Linked DNA regions of Mus musculus: region 1 is linked to region 2. Evidence: chromatin contacts called from public promoter capture Hi-C data. All regions are on one chromosome and are shown on one strand. The core of a region is the stretch at or near the end of the contact, and the rest is flanking DNA. Distances in the headings are between cores, read along the strand shown. Region 1 overlaps Ifngr2 (interferon gamma receptor 2). Region 2 overlaps Ifnar2 (interferon (alpha and beta) receptor 2).

Region 1 (3,230 bases), core at 467-2,966, 180 kb after region 2:
TGCTATGTGATCCCAAGAAGCTGAGTTCACTCCCTCCGCACCTCTGTAAAGTCCGGCATGTTGGTGTTCTATCTCTTATCTCCGTTATTTACAGCCCCTCAGTCTTGTTACCATTTGGTTGTGTTCACTGTGGATTTGAGGAGTCACTAGAAAAGCTAGAAGCTGCATGGCCCCATCTGTCCCTCTGCTTGTCTGTCTGTCTGTCTGTCCGTCTGACCTGTGTGGCTCTGGTGCTGTCTACACAGGTTGAAGGCCCTTTCAAGAGCAACTCCATTGTGCTGGGCAATCTGAAGCCATACAGAGTATATTGTTTACAAACTGAGGCACAACTGATTTTGAAAAACAAAAAAATCCGACCACATGGGCTCTTGAGCAATGTATCCTGTCACGAAACAACAGCAAATGGTAGGACATACCTTCATGTATCCATTACCTGCTGCAAAAAAGGCTTCTCCTGAAGTGGTTAGGATGGCATGCTGTGGCATGTGGCTGGTGGTCGGAGAAGAGACCGGAAGTGCTTACCCGACAGGAGAATTATATTGAGGTCTCAGCAGCAATGGCTGTGTGACTAGGCTGAGCAGCAGCCACAACGCCTGGGACCAGGAGTATGTCAGATTTGTGGTCGTCTTGTTTCAGATTTTAAAATGTTTGCATATATATATAAAATGAGGTGTCTTAGGGATGAATCCTAAATCTGACCATAAAATTCCCTTATGTTTTCATAGACACCTTGCATGCATAGCCTGAAGGAGGCTTTATATAATATTTTTAGTACACTGGTATAGAATTTTTTATTGCATTTTTTGCTTACTTAAGTGGGGGGTTTGTGTGCATGTGTGTGTGTGTGTGTGTGTGTGTGCACGCGTGTGTGTGGGAGCGTGCATGCATACATGTCATGTGAGTACACTTGAGTGGCCGTCAGAGGACACTCTGTGGTATTGTGACAGGATAGAGGACGTTCACACTGCCCTCTGCTGTCACACATGGGTCTTCAGGACAAAATGCAGGCCTGTCGGTCTTAGAGGCAGGCAACTTCATTTGCTGAACCATCTCACCGCTCCAATTGCACCGGGGCCCATCAGGTGAATTTGGATGTGGAATTTTCCATTTGTGGTATTATGACAGGGCAGTTTTTGATTTTTGAATAGAAATTTTCAGGTTTTACATGTTCAGGTCAAAATTATTAGTTTAAGCGCATATTGAGGCAAGGGGGTAGAGAGGGCCTGTGGGTCTTCCTGGGACGAGAAAACGGCCCAGCAGTGGGAGATGGGGCGTGGACTGCTGCTGGCGGCTTGCTCACTTCTGTGTCATCTTCTTTAGCCTCCGCCAGGCTGCAGCAAGTCATCCTGATTCCGTTGGGCATCTTCGCATTGCTGCTCGGCCTGACGGGCGCCTGCTTCACCCTGTTCCTCAAATACCAAAGCCGAGTGAAGTACTGGTTTCAGGCTCCGCCAAACATCCCGGAACAAATCGAAGAGGTCAGTGCGCAGATGCGCGAGTGACCCGCTGTGGCCCCGCCCCCTCGTGGTAGGCGAGAATGGACACCCCGTGCCGTCCTCTGCCCCCCCCGCCCCCGTGCGTGGGCACATGCCCACCCACATACGTTCACACAGAATAACTAAGTAGTAAAATGGCTGTTGGGTTAGGTCAGAGTCTATATAACACGTGGCTCGTGGTGATGGGTTAAAGGTTTCCCTTGTTGACACTGCCAAAGAGTAACAGTTCCCGATGGCCCTTGAGCTTTCACTGGGCTCGTCCTGACTCTCAGGTACAGCCCTCAGAGGAACTGAGCCTGGGCCACCACAGTTGTTTCTCTGGGGCAGAAATCTAAGGTTTTGCTGTACTTTCTTGGGAAAGTGTGAAGAACTGCCAGAGGCTGCTGACGTTACTTGAGAGTAGAGATTGGTTTCCGCTTCTGTGTCTGAGGTTTCACATGGCACGCACATGACTTCTGTTCCTCTTTCCATTGGCCGATAGCACTTCTAAGAGCTGCGGATGGAGCCCTGGAATCCTGGGGGGTTTATAGCCAAGAGCAAAAGGGAAAGAAAGTTCAGGGCTGTGAGACCCCTCTTCACTGTGAGGATCCTAGCCCCACCCAGATGCGTCCAGGGTTGTGTGCAGGTGGAAGGAGGGGCTAGAGTTTAGGGACGTTCCCTGCTTTATCCTGCCACAGCTGGGCACAGTGGGGATTCCCACTTTTCCTGAGTTCTGCCCTTCCCAGCTTTCATCAGATGAACAGAGGATGGAGCCCAGGCCCTTGTACTTTCTAGACAAGCGCTCTTGCTCTGAGCTACACCTGGGCCTGCGCCATTACAGAGATGAGGGCTGAAGAGGCAGGCACGTGCTGGAAATCAGGGCTGAGCATGAGTTAGCAGCAGTGTGCCCTTACCGTGTGCCAGGCCTGGGCTTGACCCCTAGGGTCACAACAGTTAACAATGACGATTGGTGGTGGTATCACTTCATTGATGGACAAAGTGGAGTTGTACCTGATTATAATATGACTACATCAACTACAAGTAGGGACATTGTATCGGACTGTCTGTAACTGGCTGGCCTTCTATCCTTTTCTAGTATCTAAAGGACCCAGACCAATTCATCTTAGAGGTCTTGGACAAGGACGGTTCACCGAAGGAGGACTCCTGGGACTCCGTGTCAATTATTTCTTCTCCAGAAAAGGAGCGAGATGATGTGCTCCAAACACCGTGAACCAGGCCAGGGTCTCTGCTTGCCCAGGAGGGCAGCGATCAGTGCACCCGAGAGAGATCCCCAGGGCCCCAGGACTGGGGAAGATGGTGTAGTGTTTGTTCTTTATGAGTTTTCTGGATGCTACAAGTATTTAAAAGGATTCCACAGAAAGATATCTCAGAAACAAAACAAAAACAAAAACAAACCAAGCGCTTCTCTTAAACACTAAAAAGACAACTGCTCATTACTGGCAACGTGGCGGCAAACCTGTGTGTGGTGCTTTCTCCAGTGTTAGCTGCCCCTGCTGTCAGAAGACTGGGTCCTTCCTTGCCTTCACTCTGGAAAATGAGTTGTCCCAGCCAACCCTGCCTGTCACAAAGAGGGGCCCTTAGTGTCCCCTTCATGTCCAATGTGATGGCTTAAATGTGAGACCCCTGGGCTCGGTGCTTGCCTAGCACGTACACGCCCCACCCACCCCAGCACCTCACTCACAGAGAGGTGATTAATCTTGTAAATAATGTCCTGGTAATTTAAGTCTTTTTTTT
Region 2 (3,399 bases), core at 878-3,377:
AGTAAACTCATGCAAGTTTAACCCTAATCCTAACCAATCCAGGGCTACCACGGGGCCGCATCTGCAGCTAAATCTGGCTCGTTCTTACTCGTCTCTCGTTAGCGTGTATGTGTCTATCATGTAAATTACAATATAATTGGGTGCTTCTGAGTTTTGACCAACTCAATATTGATCTCTTTCAGGTGTGAGAGCAGAAAAACGGACTTAAGAGCTGAGCAGGATGCGTTCACGGTGCACCGTCTCTGCCGTCGGTCTCCTCAGCTTGTGTCTTGTGGGTAAGGGCTACTTCTCAGCACAGCCCTTAGAGGAGAAAGCCTCTGTTTCTGTCATCACAGAGAGCCCTGGTGTGGAGCAGCACACTGATGTCCATATCTGGAGAACCCAGATCAGCACGGCCAGCATCAGGCACCCCACGGGGGTCTTCCCCTTCATTTTAGCTAAGCCAGAATAATATAGGCTACAGCCATATTCAGGAAACGGCCTTGTTTATAATTCAAAGGGTTGCGGCTCTGCACACCCTGAATCTCACGCCCGGTGGCGTTTAGAAGGTGGCCATCCCTTTATCTCTTCCCATATAAACTAACTTGAAAAATCCATCCCTACACATTGATTTATACTCTTCCTTTCTTTTTAGCCCTTATCTTTTCTATATCTGTATTTCTTCACGTCCTTTCTGTTCCTTCCTCTGAACTGTTTGAATTCCACAATGTCATCTCTCCCATTCATTGTCCTCAGCGGATCCAGGAGTATGACAAATGTCTCAGTGTGGACATCCACAGTTAATGTGTCCCGCCTATGGTTTCTAAAAAATACCAGGAACTCTACTCCCTGTAAGTCACTGCAAGATCAGGAAACAAATGACCCCTCTTGCCCATCCCTACTCTAAGGGACGACACTCACTAACTCCAATCACAAATACCCTCTCTTCATCTGCCACTCTTGTTAAATATCTTTACTTTAAATGTATTAATTAACAGCGTGCTTATTTCTGTTCCGAGAAATGTGTCACATAGACAGCCACTTCTCAGACACTCTCTCAACCCTTCCAACCCCTGCCGTTTGTGTCAAGTCCCAGCGGCCTCACTTTACATCCGCCCCGATTGCCACCTTCAGATGGCACACGTGTCATGTCGGCCATACCACATTACCCAAGAGCATCCATACTCTCCACAGGATTTTTGTTAGCACAAGAAAATCTCAACCCTTAAGTAGCACATGTATGTCATAGAGCCTTACATTTAGAGTAATGTTGACAGTCTGGGCCCGTAACAAGCCCTGTTGTAATCTGTTGTGCTTCCTTCTAGTGTCTGCGAGCCTAGAGACTATCACACCGTCTGCTTTTGATGGTAAGAACTGTTCTGAGCTTGACTGAATTTAATGTAAGGGTCAAAGTATCTGGCTAACAGGCAGGAAAGGGGGGGGGGAGTTTGATTTCTGACCCCAGATATGCTGACCAGTTTATTGGAATCCTTTCTAGGTAGAGGAGCTAAGGGTGTTTTTCATTATTTGTGCTCTAAACTATTATAAGAGGGAACAAAAACAAAAACAAAAACAAAAACAAAAAAAGCACTAGTGATTATTAGGAGGCCCTCTTAAAGGCACACTGAAGCTTTTCAGCTCACTAAGAAAAGGATGAAGAAAACAGAACAGGGTCCAGACGAATGTCTCTTTAATTTCCAATCGTCTACAGATTAGTTTCAGGCAAAGGAAAATAAATTTCTTCAACTGAAATTTGTTCTCCTTTGTGTGATGAGGGGAATAAAAATGCAGTGGGGATTTGAGATCAAGGGTGGGAAGGAGGGGGGTGGGGAGGGAAGGATAATGGGGAGAGACTTCAGGAGGGAGGGAGACAGAAAAGGGAGAGTGTGGGGGAGAGAGAGAAAGAGGGACAGTTGGGGAGGGAGGGAGGAATGAGGGGGAGAGGGGTGGGTGGCACAGCAGTTTATGGGCCAGTTGAGAGAGGAATATTTTGAATCCGTGAACTCAAAACAGTTCAGAGAAGCCCTTTGTCCTGTGTTTACAGGGTGCCGAGTTCCCATTTGTTAGTTTTCCTGCCCTGATAATAAGTTGTCACTAATCAACTGAATTGCTTCACTTCCCGTGTCCAGTGGACTTCCTGCTTGGTCTAAGTGCCAGAATGCTTCCACTAGGGCTTGCCTGTGAGCCGTGTGTGTCCGAGCTCCTAAGGGAGTGCCACCCTAGTTCCAAATCTCATCGTTTCTTCTCATCGTTTCTTCTCATCGTTGCCTCCTGTTCTTTCTAGGGTATCCAGATGAACCTTGCACTATAAACATAACAATACGAAATTCCCGGCTAATTTTATCCTGGGAATTAGAGAACAAGTCTGGCCCACCCGCTAACTACACCCTCTGGTACACAGTCATGAGGTCAGTTGGCGTGGCCTTTTTGTGTTTTTTGTTTTTTCTCTCTCTCTCACTGAGTATGTTACCTCTCCTCCATTGCATGGTTTCTCCCCTCGCTAGGCATACTTCCTGCCCCAGAACTTTTTAGGTTAACTTACATGTTTTGGGGAGGGGTGTGTGTGTGTGTGTGTGTGTGTGTGTGTGTGTGTGTGTGTGTTGACACTGGAAGTTCCTCAATCACTCTCTGCCTTATTTTTTGACACAGTCTCTCTCACTGGGCTTGAGTTTTTTGCTAGGTTATCTGGCCAGCCATCTTTCCAGTTCTCTGTCTTGTTGGGGTTTTTTGTTTGTTTGTTTGTTTTGTTTTGTTTTGTTTTTTTTGTTTTCTGACTCATAAAAGGCCAAAGTCAAAACACCTATCCTTTCCTAATTAATTTAAATTCTTCTGTAGCCCAAAGCTATTGCAGCAGGAGCCAAGCTTGTGTTTATAAGCCAAATCCTGGCAGTTTGCAGTTTGCACAGTGATTCCTCCGAGGTCACTCTAGAGTTTACAAGTCCGAATTTCCATCAGGCTCAAGGTCTCGTGACCATATTGGTGGTTTATGTCCCTGTTTCTTTACTCATGGAGACAAGGTATACTCCAGAAAGCCCTACTTGGCAAGCTTGGGTCCAAAGCCACTAGATCACTGGACTGCTTAATATTTAGCCCAGAGTTTTTGTCTTTGCCTAAACATTGCTATGGGGATAAGGATGGAATTGGCAGGGACCACCTTGGCCCTCCTCTGCCCACAAACAACAGCCGCTTTCCGAAGTCCTTGCTTTTCTCAGTAGCTCTTTGGAGAGAGTGTATCTATGATGTAAGTCCTGTAGCCCTGGCCCGAAACTGTCTATTCTCTTGTATATCATAACTCCAACGGTTATACCAGCCAGGAGAAAGCATGAGTGTCTTGTGACTTTGCCTTCCTCCTGCAAAACTCACATTTCCTCTGCTGATGATCACACATATCGCTAGCTTGCGCGTTCTGGTTTCATCTCT

The links. Capture Hi-C pulls out chosen DNA fragments and counts their contacts.
Region 1: a promoter capture Hi-C map of liver shows a contact between it and region 2. The contact joins two enhancer-like sites. A contact is called at or near these places in 4 of 39 promoter capture datasets (the C10 cell line, embryonic stem cells and macrophages), 4 of 484 Hi-C or Micro-C datasets (the CH12 cell line, bone marrow-derived macrophages, cardiomyocytes and 1 more), 20 of 115 datasets of contacts at active chromatin or transcription factors (the 230-238 cell line, CD8 T cells, the HPC-7 cell line and 11 more) and 4 of 9 other capture datasets (adipose tissue, liver, macrophages and 1 more).

The regions. Positions count from the first base shown.
Region 1 is chr16:91,560,300-91,563,529 of GRCm38.p6, forward strand. It overlaps Ifngr2 (interferon gamma receptor 2), which reads left to right. Exons shown (of 7, transcript NM_008338.4): 5 at 246-405; 6 at 1,321-1,478; 7 at 2,572-3,230. The coding sequence ends at 2,706. Among named protein-coding and RNA genes, the nearest start is that of Ifngr2, 15 kb to the left of the region's middle. Within about 2 kb of position 1,717, at least 41 of the 459 cell types and tissues checked have an H3K27ac peak or open chromatin away from gene starts, as enhancers often do. A contact at or near this core is called in bone marrow-derived macrophages, liver and microglia, where this site is marked.
Region 2 is chr16:91,383,679-91,387,077 of GRCm38.p6, forward strand. It overlaps Ifnar2 (interferon (alpha and beta) receptor 2), which reads left to right. Exons shown (of 9, transcript NM_010509.2): 2 at 183-275; 3 at 1,305-1,346; 4 at 2,264-2,387. The coding sequence starts at 221. Among named protein-coding and RNA genes, the nearest start is that of Gm36587, 6.1 kb to the left of the region's middle. Within about 2 kb of position 2,128, at least 44 of the 459 cell types and tissues checked have an H3K27ac peak or open chromatin away from gene starts, as enhancers often do. A contact at or near this core is called in bone marrow-derived macrophages, liver and microglia, where this site is marked.